2 separate regions of the Bombyx mori genome follow, and region 1 is linked to region 2. A link is a contact called in public Hi-C data. All regions are on one chromosome and are shown on one strand. The core of a region is the stretch at or near the end of the contact, and the rest is flanking DNA. Distances in the headings are between cores, read along the strand shown. Region 1 holds the start of LOC101745220 (homeotic protein spalt-major). Region 2 overlaps LOC101745220 (homeotic protein spalt-major).

What was found. A called contact is a pair of places that touch in the nucleus more often than the background predicts.
Region 1: a Hi-C map of midgut shows a contact between it and region 2, with 1.6 times the contacts expected there. The contact joins the promoter of LOC101745220 here to the enhancer-like site in region 2. A contact is called at or near these places in 2 of 7 Hi-C or Micro-C datasets (midgut and whole pupa).

Annotation. Positions count from the first base shown.
Region 1 is chr3:2,618,142-2,624,588 of ASM3026992v2, forward strand. LOC101745220 (homeotic protein spalt-major) reads right to left here and starts at 3,680. Exons shown (of 11, transcript XM_021346522.3): 1 at 3,389-3,680; 2 at 2,916-3,109; 3 at 2,224-2,521. The coding sequence starts at 3,109.
Region 2 is chr3:2,581,737-2,588,770 of ASM3026992v2, forward strand. It overlaps LOC101745220 (homeotic protein spalt-major), which reads right to left. Exons shown (of 11, transcript XM_021346522.3): 9 at 6,756-7,034; 10 at 6,026-6,172; 11 at 1-2,525. The coding sequence ends at 2,086. Among protein-coding and RNA genes, the nearest start is that of LOC101745070, 16 kb to the left of the region's middle. Within about 2 kb of position 4,740, at least 5 of the 8 cell types and tissues checked have open chromatin away from gene starts, as enhancers often do.

The DNA of each region.
Region 1 (6,447 bases), core at 2,430-4,929, 35 kb after region 2:
GACTAATATTCATCCATACATTTAAATTATAAAAATTTAAATCCCAGACGAAGAGTATACAAACGCCTACGATCCTCAGATCAGCAGTCAATCAGGGGCGGAAACTGATCCGCAGAAATAGACAATTTGGTGGTACCTATCTGTACGGATTCACAAGAGGTCCTTCCGTCCTACCACCAGTTAATTTCAAATGCACATTTTAACTTTTTAAAATCAATATCAAAGTGTCATAAAGATCAAGGTATTGATGTTTAGCATATGTATACGTATGTGGTGAATACGTAAATATATATACAAGAAAATTTATTACTCATAAAATACAATGATTACGTGATTGTTTATTTTAGGATAAATGATTATCGTTTGCGATACGTTAAAAATGAAAAAAAAAAAAACTGATGTTTTGAGAATGACTAAATGCAAATTAGCGTTGCCAGTAATCAGAAAGTAACGTATTAACTAAAACACGTCGAAACAAAAACCGATAAATCATAATTTTTAACTTTTTTTTTTTATCTATACCAATTCGTACACATGTACAGCCAAAGGTTTTTCCAAATAAGTCTAAATCCGCTTGAAAGGCTTCGAAACACATTGATCTTGAATTTATACCGAAAAATTCACGGCACATATAAATCACTAAGTTAGTTGTCCGAACTGTGTTGCCAACAGCAATAAACTGGTAAACTTCGTGCCGTATATAAATTAGAAATTCTTATGGCGTGAACATTATTTCATATTTCCGAAATATAGAACCACCTAGAATAATGAAAATCATGAAAGTGAAGAATGACTATGACATGCTATAGAAATATAATCGCTGATCGAAGGGAGTGGAGGACGAACACAGCTTGTGGCAACTAAGACAGTACCTAGACGGAAAGTAGCATGACTCAAATGTTGAAATATAAATTTAAAAAATAATAGTCCAAGTATTCTTTAGTTGTATTAAAATTTGAAAGAAAATAGCACGTGCTATTAAAAAAATTGCATCTTTCAAAGTAATTGTTAATTTTTTTTAATATGTTGTCATAATTATGAATTCTAATGAATAACCTAATAAGGAGTGGATTGAGAATTCGATTGTTAATACATCAAAGGTTTTCCCGATCACATATAATGTTTTTCTACTACCTATATTTTTTTTAAATCACCATTATCTCCAACATCTTTATATTTACATTAAATTACGTCATACAATTGATACTTTAACAAAGCCTTGGAATGTGTGCATGAGTTATGATGATTCATCGTTATGGTGTCCATGGACATCACTACCCAGTTAGCTGCAGCTGGACAATGAGATTGTATTCCGTCTGAACGAACACAAAAATAAATAAAACCTCAACGGCCGTATATACATTTTCTGAATGTTGTATTAAAATATTTTGGTAGATAACGATATAAAATTTAAAAATTAATGCTATACCAATCAACATTCTAATTTATTACGATATGCAAATAAATATACTTTTAATTAATTATATGAACAAGCCCCAGGTAATTAATGTTAATAAGTGAATACTTTCCGGGCAAATAACATTGTACTTTATATTAATGCATTAACTTTTTTATATTTAAGTACTTCATATTCTACAAACACATGTTGTTAGAATTTACTCATAGACACATAATCGGTATCTTAACATGTTAGGAGTTTGTTTTTTTATTTATTCACCACAGTATTAGTAGTATAAATTTTAAGCAAACATGTTACATGTATTTGATTAGAGCATTAAAAAAATAATGGAATGTTTTTTATTGACACCAATTAGCACAGACCAAGGTTAGTCCCTTCACATTACCAAGATTTTATTTTTATATAACGTTTAAATTATTATTTTTCTAAAATTGAACTGGGCAAAATCACAAAATTAAAACTTCATTTTAAAAACAAAATTCTCATTAGGCTTTTCTCACTGGTCAGATAATTGAATGTAATAATTATAGCAATTAAAAAGTGTGCATTTATTAAAATAGAAATTAAATTTAAAGGAAATGTAACAAACCCAATGAGGGTACACAGAGTACTATTTGTTTAAAAGGAACCATTCTGATTCAGATATTCTTAATTATGTTTTTTTGTATATTTCACTAATGCTAAACTGTGCTAAAAATGTAATGCAACATACAAAAATAAAATTTTAAAATAAAAAATTTGAATTCAATGTTTAAAATTGAATTCATGGTATATAAATACTAAACTAAGAAACTGCATCATACCTGTTTTAGTCTTTCAACGTCTGTTGCACGAGCTTGTTGAAACGAGGATTGAGTGGAAGTTGCTGTCTGTGGATATGTTGTGGGGTACTCTAAATTCACATTTAAAAGCTGGGCAGCATTGTCACGAGCTTCATAAGCTAGTCCTCGGATCTCTAACTCGGAAGCTGTATGCATTAATGACTGCAGGTCCAATTCTTGAACATCCACTGACCCTTTGTACATGAATTCCACAAGGAGGTTGATCTCAGAAAAAGGGATCCCTTTTAAAATCACGATGGGGTGCTGACATGGATTGTCCCTGTTAGAGATTTAATATTGTTTTAAATGAACATTTTATCTAACTTATGTTGGTGTCAAACTCAGAATATTATCAAATAATATTTTATTATTTTTCTGTTATCATAAGATAAAATAATTTTATTCAACTTGTATGACTTTTATGTAACATTTAGTGGTAATAAAAAATATTGTTACATAAAATTGTTTACTATTTAAATATACTTGAATAGTCTGCAAAATACTGGCTCTGAACAGTGCACTGTTGGTATTATAAATAACTTCACTAGAAAAAATAATGATGTCATAATGACCAAATGATGCAGTACTTGGAATAGATTTAAAAAACATAAGTAATTGTATATGAACTTAGCATTATTGCTTTAATGGTTTGATGAATTAAAACATGTACTCACTTGAATATTTGTTCGAAATACGGACTACAAGCTGAGAGCACAAGTTTGTGCGCCTTGAGGGTCCCATCGCGGCAGGAGAGCGTGACGTCCGCCAGCGCTGACGACGAGTAGATGGTCGTAAACAGCTGGCTCAGGTTCTGCAGGTGGTTGTTCCACTTCAAGTGGAACGTCTTGTCGCTCACCAGCCCCTGCATCTGTACCACCGGAACCACTTCAGGAACACTCATCACACACTTCACGTCTCATGAATTATCGACACAAAACGAACTCTGTTGCGACCGCTACATAAAATTATAATTATTACAACTTATTTTTAGAACGATGCCCGTAAAAAACACTATACGTACGCGGTATGACAGTGTAATATACTGTAGGTACGCGGCGCCGACGGAATTTATAGCTATAAATTGTATTTATATTAAATTCAAAAACACAAAAATTTGAAAGAAATCCGAGCCGGGTAAATTTCTTACCTCGTATTCGCGTTTCCGGCACCCAGATTTTTCACAAGTAACACCGAGACATTTCACAAAATTTAATACAATAATTATGTTACACAGAAAGCCGTGTCGTAAAAAACAGAGTGGGGCACGCTGTGGCCCCCTCCTTGCCCCGGCCCCCTCGCACACAATCAATATACGGAATATGAGAGCGCGGCGCGCCCCCTCGTCCCCCGCATGCTTTATTATACTGTAATTAATATACAACTTTATAAATTGTACTACGCGCCAGCGACATGCCTCTACATCCACGTCAATAAGATGAATTTAATTTTTTTTAAATTTATACTATTTTATACTGTTAATGCTAGCTCGTTTACAACGCGCATAAATAAAATTTCCACGATATAGTCAAGTACGTTAGTGTGTGTAAGCTGTAGGCACATTATGTCTGGTACATTACCTACTGGATTGTAGTTGTACAAAAATGTACTTAGTGTCCAGATACATGCATTTATTAAATAGTTAACACCATAATCAGTATATGATATAAAAATAGGATTGTTGTGTGAGACGAGTTTCATTAGTACTTATATAAGTACATCGAATACCTACTCAATATATTTTTATTTAAAAACTCTTGTTGAGTATCGGCAGTAAAATCATATATTTCATTTTAAAAACCGCAGCTGGGGTGCAATTTCAAATTTAAATCCAAGCAAATGCCACAATATATTTTATAAACATCAGTATTATGAATAGTACGTTGGTTGGTTACTGATGAATGTACATGTGAGTGTGTACGTTGTATGGTAAAAAGTACGCACGCGTACATTCTGTATATATGTACATACAATTTCAATCACTTTTTACCAGACACACACATAAACAACCGTGAACTCGAAAGAATAGGCTGACGAAGTTGAAGTTGTTTTTTGTTTTTACTGAATTCCATCGTTCCGTTTCTACATTTGAATACGAAGTGCATTAATCTTCATCACGAATGACTAGTTCGAATAAAATGCTTGAAACGATTCAATTTTTCTAAAATTTCTTGAATAACAGCTAGGTAGGAACTATCTTTAGCTAATGAGTTACATAGTACCTACACAATTAAATTTTGGATCGAATTTAATTTCATTGAAGTGGAGTTTCTTTTTTTATTTCATGGTGGCCAGTTACGTATTTTTTTTTATTCCTTAAAAACTTATACTTATTTTATCTAATAGGTACATACTAAAATGCAACAAAATTATATTTTTTGACTTGGGACTTGCACACAAATATATTTATTTCATGGTAAATTTACGTATGTACTTAAAAAAAGGAACGATTAAAAAAGTAAGCACTAAAGTATTCAATAGTATCCACTATTGAATCCCTGAAAAAACAACATAATTTTAATGGAACTTTTGATTTATGTACCTATTTATGAATTTGTGCATGACGCATTTGTGCATTTCTGCATGACGCCGTGGACAGGGGAAAGTGGAAAAACATCTTAAGATTGAAGCTCATGGGTGATGGTGATCACGACCCTCGGACATGAGGAACACGATTCGAGGAGGATGAATTTGTAGGTACGTGTAACCATGTTAGGTTAGGTTGGTAGGTGTTGAAGTTTTTCAATAAGTTTACTTAGTTTATTAAGTGACTTTTTGTTGCAATACTCCTAGTAGTATTTTTATAATATTAATAGAAAATATTTAGCAGCTGGCCGACAGACGAAGACCAGTTCCTATTAATTATCTTTTATTGAAGAACCAAGTATATGTATGAAGTAGGTATTTTTCTTTGTTTTCGTTTGCTTTTCTTTATTTATTTTTTTATTGCTTAGATGAATAGACGAGCTCACAGCCCATCTGGTGTTAAGTACTGGAGTCCATAGACATCTATATATAACGTAAATGCGCCACCCATCTTGAAGCTTTAAGGTCTCAAAGTCTCAAGTATAGTTACAACGGCTGCCCCACCCTTCAAACGGAAATGCATTACTGCTTCACGGTAGAATTAGGCAGGGTGGTGGTACCTACCCGTGCGGACTCACAAGAGGTCCTACCGCCAGTAATGACGCAAATTATAATTTTGCGGGTTTGATGATTATTACACGAAGTCATTCCTTCACCGTGGAAGTCCGTAGACCATCACCGTAGAAATTGGTAAAATTGATCTTTAAAATAAAATAATAATTTAATTTAAAGATTTGAACGCACAAGGATTACTTTAATCATAGCGCCATCCACCTATCGTGCCATCTGATTTTTTATTTTTTTCATTCTTAAATCACGTCTTCTTGTTGCTATATTCTGAAGCTTGTGGATGTGAGTACCGTACAATCAATGACTATAACAAAGACCAAATTTAAAAATATGTGAGAATAATTGTATTGCATCTAGTTTAGTATTTTCACAACTATACTGAGTAAAAATCAATTTACTACTACTAAAAAATTAGTTCATTTTCAATTTAGTTTTCATGCTTAAAAACTTGGCGACTTAAATTACATTCCCTTTGCTTTCCCTGCGATGGACGAAGCAAATATAAATTTATGGTATAGACGGGGTTTTACTGCAGGAAAAATTGCTGATTTTTGGACAGTTTTTCCAAGAATAATAAACTAGAAACTAAGAACTGTATTGCAAACCCCGGAGATGAGCAGATCCCATTTATTGTTTATTTTGAATGCTGTTAAAGTTGAGGTGAAGGTCAAGTAATTAGTTTAGGTATATTTGGATGTGAAATTTAAAAAGACTGTTCGGGATGGATCCCACCTGAATGGTCTTATCAGGAATTCACCATTGTTTCTCTGTAATCTATATAAATAGCAACACGTAAATCTAAATTGAATGCGCTATGAAATTTATATAACATTGTTTTCGCTTGACCAGCCAGTCCATACCTGTCTGTATATCTTGTTATTGCCAGTCCATTTTGCTATTATCAAAAATTGCTCACTTACAATTTTGCAATGTAATTTTATTCGACTGTTTTATCACTAGTTGTCTTCTTATAACTAAGTACGTATATGTAAAAAAAAATATTAAAAATCTAACTGTGAGTTTTATAGTATGTACTGAATTTTTATGTTTTTT
Region 2 (7,034 bases), core at 3,490-5,989:
CCAATTTTTGTAATGAAATACGTACTTGACAAATGTTCATGAATGACTTCAATGGCGCACGAATAACATCGTGTAATAAACTCGCGATAATTGTAACATGTCTAATTACAGAACAATTGATATATATTTTTGAAGTCTCACTGGCGACATTCACGTTGTGATATGTCTATGAACTCAGATTAACCACTTACCACCAGATTAGGATTCACCATTGTTTATGCAATAAATAAATAAAAGTCATCCAATAATCACTTCACTAAAACATCGATAATTTAACCCTGTTCGAAACAGAAGGTATTTCTTCAATAATTGATCCAAAAAAGACAGTCTACAGATTGACAACACCAAAAAAAAATGCACGAAAATTTCCATATATACCGAATAGATCAGACCTTCTTATTTTTTTTGTGGAATCAAAACCACCACAGACAATTCTCGGGAATTATTACATCGATCGAATCAAACCCAAACATTTATTATACGAACACCGCTTATAAATTTAAACACAAGGTTAGGTTTGATCGTTCGCGATTATTATTTAATCGATTTCCTCCTACACAATAATAAATTGAGAAAATCGTTTTAAAACCGATTAGAGTATTGAGTGATTAAACCTATCGATATTCTTTATATATTATCGATACGAACGCGACTTGTTCGATAATTTACACGAAACTTTATCGCACTGCTCAAAAATATTAACGTTAACATATATAATGGAAGTCAGTCTCTCGTGTTGCATCAGATCGACCGAGAGATCTACACTGCCGACGCGTTCGTGGCCGCAAGTGTAATATTTTTGAGAAGTGCCCCTTATTACAATACGATTACAGTTAAAACCATTGAAGGCAACTTCGTTAGTGCATGTCGCGAACAGCGCATCTAAATATTATCGCTTCGTAACTTCGCGTGTTACGACGCGCCTAATGTATAGTTATATATTCGCAAAATATTAAATCTATTAGTCAATGTGCAGAGGGAGCTTTCCGCCGAGACTAATATTCAATCTGTATTTGGTGTTATGTTTAATGTAAAAATAATACGAAACTATTTTGTTTGTTTGTTTGTTTTTTATTATTATTATTATATCCCTAGTTAATTATATTACGTAGAAAGTTTGTTGGATTGTGACGAATTTGTTCTGGTACACAGGTATATATATGAGTATCACGTTTAATTAAATTGTAAAGCTTATGGCGTTTATAAAATAAAACGTTCGAATGAAATAAATTAATATTCCTCGCTGATTCCTTAAATGCACGGGTCGACAGTCAAAACCTAATTCAAGGAATACTCGATGGTTTTTGTCAATGTCATTGTAGTAGCATTACGAATACGGAAGACTTACATGATTCATATAACTCAAGAATAAATACGAACCATTGAAAAAGAAATATCTATAAAATATGTAGCGCTCACGTGTGGGTACTGTTAAATCGATTAGTAAGTTTAGTCATAATATGTTTATATAAGTTGTTCGAGATATCACTACTAAAAAGTTTTGTTGAACTACGCATCGATTATCGATTATCTCAACCCTAGTTAAGAAAACCTGCAGTATCTCGAAGCGTTGTCTTTATAGTATATAATAGTGTTGTTTTTATGGCGCATGTAAATGCCATTATAATTAAATGCTACCACAATGGATAATCGTGCCCTCCCCATACCAGCTCGACTCCGCAGTGAGCGAACATGGCGTCTCCCTGTAATTTAACTATGTCGTTTCATAAGTCTTTCATTCTTACAAACTAAAACCCTAAACCATATAACGTTTGTACAAGAGTATTTTTTGTCGTGCCAAACCAAAAACGATTCATCAAAAAATCGATAAAAAAAATTTCAATTCCAATTATTCTTATCGTTAATTAACAACGTTACGACACTCGAAAACCGGATGATGTATTGTATGATTAAAACTAAAAAGTTTAAAATTTGTAAAACTATACCTAAGTAGAATACTGATTCAGTATCGATCGATACTATCGACATAATTAAAATAATCGATTACAGGGAAACGTCGCGACGCGCTCACACGAACCATAGAAGCAGACCTCCGCATATTATGGGGACAGACGGTTGCACACATTATGTGTTCTCGACGGGCCGTATGGTGCAGTCGCCCACTGTGGTTATAGGGGTGATGGTGACCGAGCTAGGAGTCGATGACGTCACTACACTACCCTCAGCCGATTGATCAATTTTGTCGTCCTTATCATCGTTGTTGGCGGGAAGTTTGACGATCTGACAGTCGCCGACGGTCATGATCTGCGTTTCCATGGCAACGGCAGGGATGTTCTCTTCCGGCTCGACTCGCGAGTCGTCGTCGTCCGATGACGTGTCGGACACGTCGATGGTCCGGTCGTGCGGCTCGGTGGACATGCTCTGGTCGGTGTCGACGTTCCGGTCCGGGTCGACGCTGGTCACGCCGTAGCTGTACGTCATGGGGTTGTAGATCATTTCCGTCAGGTACGAGAAGTCGCCGAAGGGTAGATTAGTCGCATTGTAGTTTTCGTTCGGACGTCCATCTGGAAACATTCACATCAGTTGATTTTGGAAAATAAAAAGTTTAAAGGGATTCAATTTTTATAGTAGATTATGCACCATTTTTTTACTATACAATATTTTAACAATATTTTTTCTGGTGGTAGAACCTCTTGTTAGTCCGCGCGGGTAGGTACCACCACCCTGCCTATTTCTGCCGTGAAGCAGTAATGCGTTTCGGTTTGAAAGGTGGGGCAGCCGTTGTAAATATACTTGAGACCTTAGAATTTATGTCTCAAGGTGGGTGGCGCATTTACGTTATAGACGTCTATGGGCTCCAGTAACCACTTAACACCAGGTGGGCTGTGAGCTCGTCCACCCATCTAAGCAATACAAAACACAATTGTAACTAAAAGTTTAGGCGATTATTTATCTTTTATTAACATTATTATTCTATTGCAATTGCTTTAATAGATTTTCAGTATTTGGAACGTGTTAAATACCAAAAGCTCTTTAAACAAAATCAATATGGTATTATTTCAAATTTGTTAACTTCACTCAGCTCACTATAGACATTCAAAAAAGAATTTTTGTTAGTAAGATTGGCATTCAGTCATAAGCAGATACGAACTTACCTTCAATTTTCAGTATGAAGAAAACAGTGCAAAAAATAAAACAAAGCTGTATTATGAAAGCACAAGCAAAGTTTGATAGATCACGAATTGTTTCTGATCGACGGTAATAGTTCGTTTTTTTTTTCTTTCACAAAAACAATATTTTTAATGTTTTTAGTTTTCGATAAATTGTTCTAGAAATGGAAGTAAAAAGACCAATTTTCGAACACCCTGTACATATTTCAATATTAGTGTGTATATATATCGACGCTTAAAGGCAAACGTGACTAAGCGACAATGCGTGAACTTTACAGTAGACTAATTTATAGTTGAAATACATGGAAAAAAAAATATTTTGTATCTAGCTGTAGGTAGCTGTAGGATTGTTTTTTTTTTTACCTTAAAGGCAGATGAGCATACGGCCCACCTGATGGTGAGTGGTTACCATCGCTCATGGACGTCAGCAATGCCAGGGGTAGAGCCAAGCCGCTGCCTACCGTAAATGATTTTAATAGAACTAAAAATATTTTTTTTTTGCGCATCGATTATGGTTATTGCCTATCATTTATGTACAAAGCAGTTATTGTCGCTTAGTCACGTTTGCCTTTCAAGCGTCGATATATAGTGTTACTTGTTCATGCATTTATAATTTGGAAAGTATACTAACAAATTTTGTTCAGTTCAGCGGCTAGTCCGTACTGCATCGCTAAATCGACATCCATACCTAAGGAGAGAGTTGCAGTTAGCGCAGCGTCACCACTAGATGGCGTGTACGTATTCTCTGTTGGCTTACTAAGTTCAAGCGTTATGTAGGCAATCTATACACATTTATACTTAATTAAATAGTAAATAAAAATTATTGACAAATATATTAAAGGTATGAATGAAATACCAAACGGATATAGACAAAAATCAGTGAAAAAAAAAACAATTGAATTTCAAAACAACTAAGAAGCAAATTTAATTAAGATATTTTCTAGTAGATTTAATTGAAATTTGATTGAAACTCTAGACTTCTCTAACATAATTTAAATTTGAAACAAAAATCAACAGAGAATAAGTACAAGGACAGCGGAAACAAAAAAGCATAAATGTCATCTTCTACAATAAAAGAACAACAACAAAAATTAATAAATTAAACTCCAATGATATCTTTCGATATAATAAGTTAATAAATAAACAAAACGTTCGCACCACAATTTAATCACACCCATACAATGAAATAAAAATAATTTTCTATGCAGTTGGCGTATAAATTTTCATCATCAAATGTGTTCATTGCAATTGAATTCAATATGTTTATATTTATTTTAATGTATTCAATACAAAAGTATTATTAACAATATGTTACTTTCAATTGTCTTTTCATAGTTTGTTAAAAGTTTAAAATGACATAGTACCTATATGGATATAAACAATTGCATTCATTTACGTCTAAGCCTCAAACGACACAAAACCCATGATTGCTTTACACGTTGAAAGAAACAAAATTGGTAACAATCCGGGTGTGTTTATTATACCAATAAAATGTCAAAATTTTTGAAACTTCAATGATTCAAATTTCCCGCCATTTCAATTATTCAACTCACACACATGCATAACACACACAAACGTAACAATATGACACATGTACTGATGATTCAAACACGATGTGAATTAATAACGCTCATTGTTGTTGCGGAATCACAAAAAAGGAAGTTTATTGTGAGTCATCTTTAAAGAACGCGATCGAAATTAATTGATTTTGTAATCGTGGCACTTAGTCGTAAGACTTTAAGAACCATAATTAAATATATGGTATTGAAGTTTTAAATAAGAGTATGTTTTAAATTGAAATTATTTTTGTGCAAGTAGTTAAGCAAAATAAATGGCTCCAGTGTACAATTCTTCCACTGATTTGTATTCTGTATTATTTTTATGAAATCTAGCTTTAAAAACTATCATTTTAGTTAAAAAAAATCTATAAAATTGTATTAAAAATATTTACCAATATAAATATTCTGATACTATGAGATATACTTAGGGTTCCCTATGACCCAACTACATTCAATCACGATGAAAGAGGAATCAGATAACGCCAAAACACATGCATTGTAATATGGCTAGTGTAAAAACTGTATATGTAGTATAGAAATAAACATTTATCAAACAGAATAAATAATTTAAATCACTTGCATATTCTTTCTTTTAACTAATTAGTTAATGATATTTATACAGTGTGTTGCAAAAACTTTATATTTTGTGTACAAATGTTAACGATCGTATTTAAGTAATGATTTGTATAATGTAAGTATGTTTATGAATAGATCACACAACTTAGCGATTTCAAACAGCTGAGAACCGTTAAGCAAATAACGGAATAGTCAATTGAGGTGATTGGCACACCTATCACTTTATGTTAGAATAGAAGAATGACTTTGTATAACGCGGTGCTCTTACCAAATAATAGCAAATAATTTGATATTCAATTATTAGTTTTATAATAATATAATCTAATTTATGCATTATTTTGCATTTAATTACATTCATAATTTTTCTAAAAAGAATAACGCGGTGCTTTTAACCAAATACTAGCAAATAATTTGATATTCAATTATTAGTTTTATAATAATATAATCTAATTTATTCATTATTTTGCATTTAATTACATTCATATTTTTTCTAAAAAGAATAAGATTTTGTTACACACTGTATAACGTTCGTTGATAATAAAAAAAATGCCACACAGACACACAAACAAAAAACCAGTCTAAAACTTGAAGCTGTTCTATGAAATTCAATGCACTAAATTTTGACATGCCGACAAATTTAGAATGGAAGTGATAACGTCAATTGTTTAAGAAATTAAGTCTTTTTCATTTAGTACATTAAATTTTTCAATGTGCAAACAGAGTTTTAAAATTAAACGGAATGGTTATGCACGCACGCACCTTGTTTGGGCATGAAATAATTCTTCGGAGGTCGTCCACGTTTCCTCTTGAGTAACAGTTGGTGTCCGGAGGGAGTCGTGATGTGGGAGATCTGCTGAGGGCTCGGACCCATCACTGAGCCGCTCGTTAGTACGCAACCTTCCAGGTCTGGAATTGATGATCACAATTTCCACTTACCGCTACTTGTGTTTGTGAAATATTCTTTTTAAAGGTGACACTTTTATGTAAATTTTTTTCTACCTAAGCTGATGATAGCCTTAAGAGGCTATTTCGGCGCAACCTTAGCTAGTAGGTGAGCTCACGGGGCTCAAACCGGAGTGATGCTAACACTGACCCTAGCAAGAGCAGTGCTTTGCAGAATCTACCACCGGATCGGAAACGCGACCCACTGAGAAGATCCGGCGAGAAACTCAGTGGGCTGTGTCTTTGGGTTCATTCGCTCATCGAGTCCTTCGTCACAAGCGACGGGCTCGACGAGGGCGGTGACCGGTCTTTGTGGTATCTAAAGGCACCGTTAATGGATCGGGAGGATCCGTGATCACGTGTTTTGGGCAAATTATACAATTACTCTTTCTGTTAAACAAAAGACAATGGTATGGTGTCGTATGGGTGCTGACTCCGGATGAAAACGTAATGAATTACATTTACTCTCGATTTACTTTTATCGATACTCTGGAAGATGTCGAGAGAACAAAAGTTTAATTACAAATTTTAGTCATTGGTAACTCACCGAGCGATGTCTTAGGGGGACGACCTCTCTTCTTCTTGATTTTAGGCGTTAGAGGCAGAGGAGTCTTCCTGGGCCGGCCGCGTCCCCTCCGCGGGGGGTCGAGCATGCCGTCGGGCGGGGGGTCGGCGCGCTCCAGCACGGCGGGCGCGGGGCGGGGGGGCAGCATGACGTCACCGCCCGGCGTGAACACCAGGTGGCCGGACTCGCGGTGCGTGCTCCGCACCATGCCGGACATCACTTCAGAGTTGCTCTCGCGTTTATTCGACGGCGCGTCGTTTG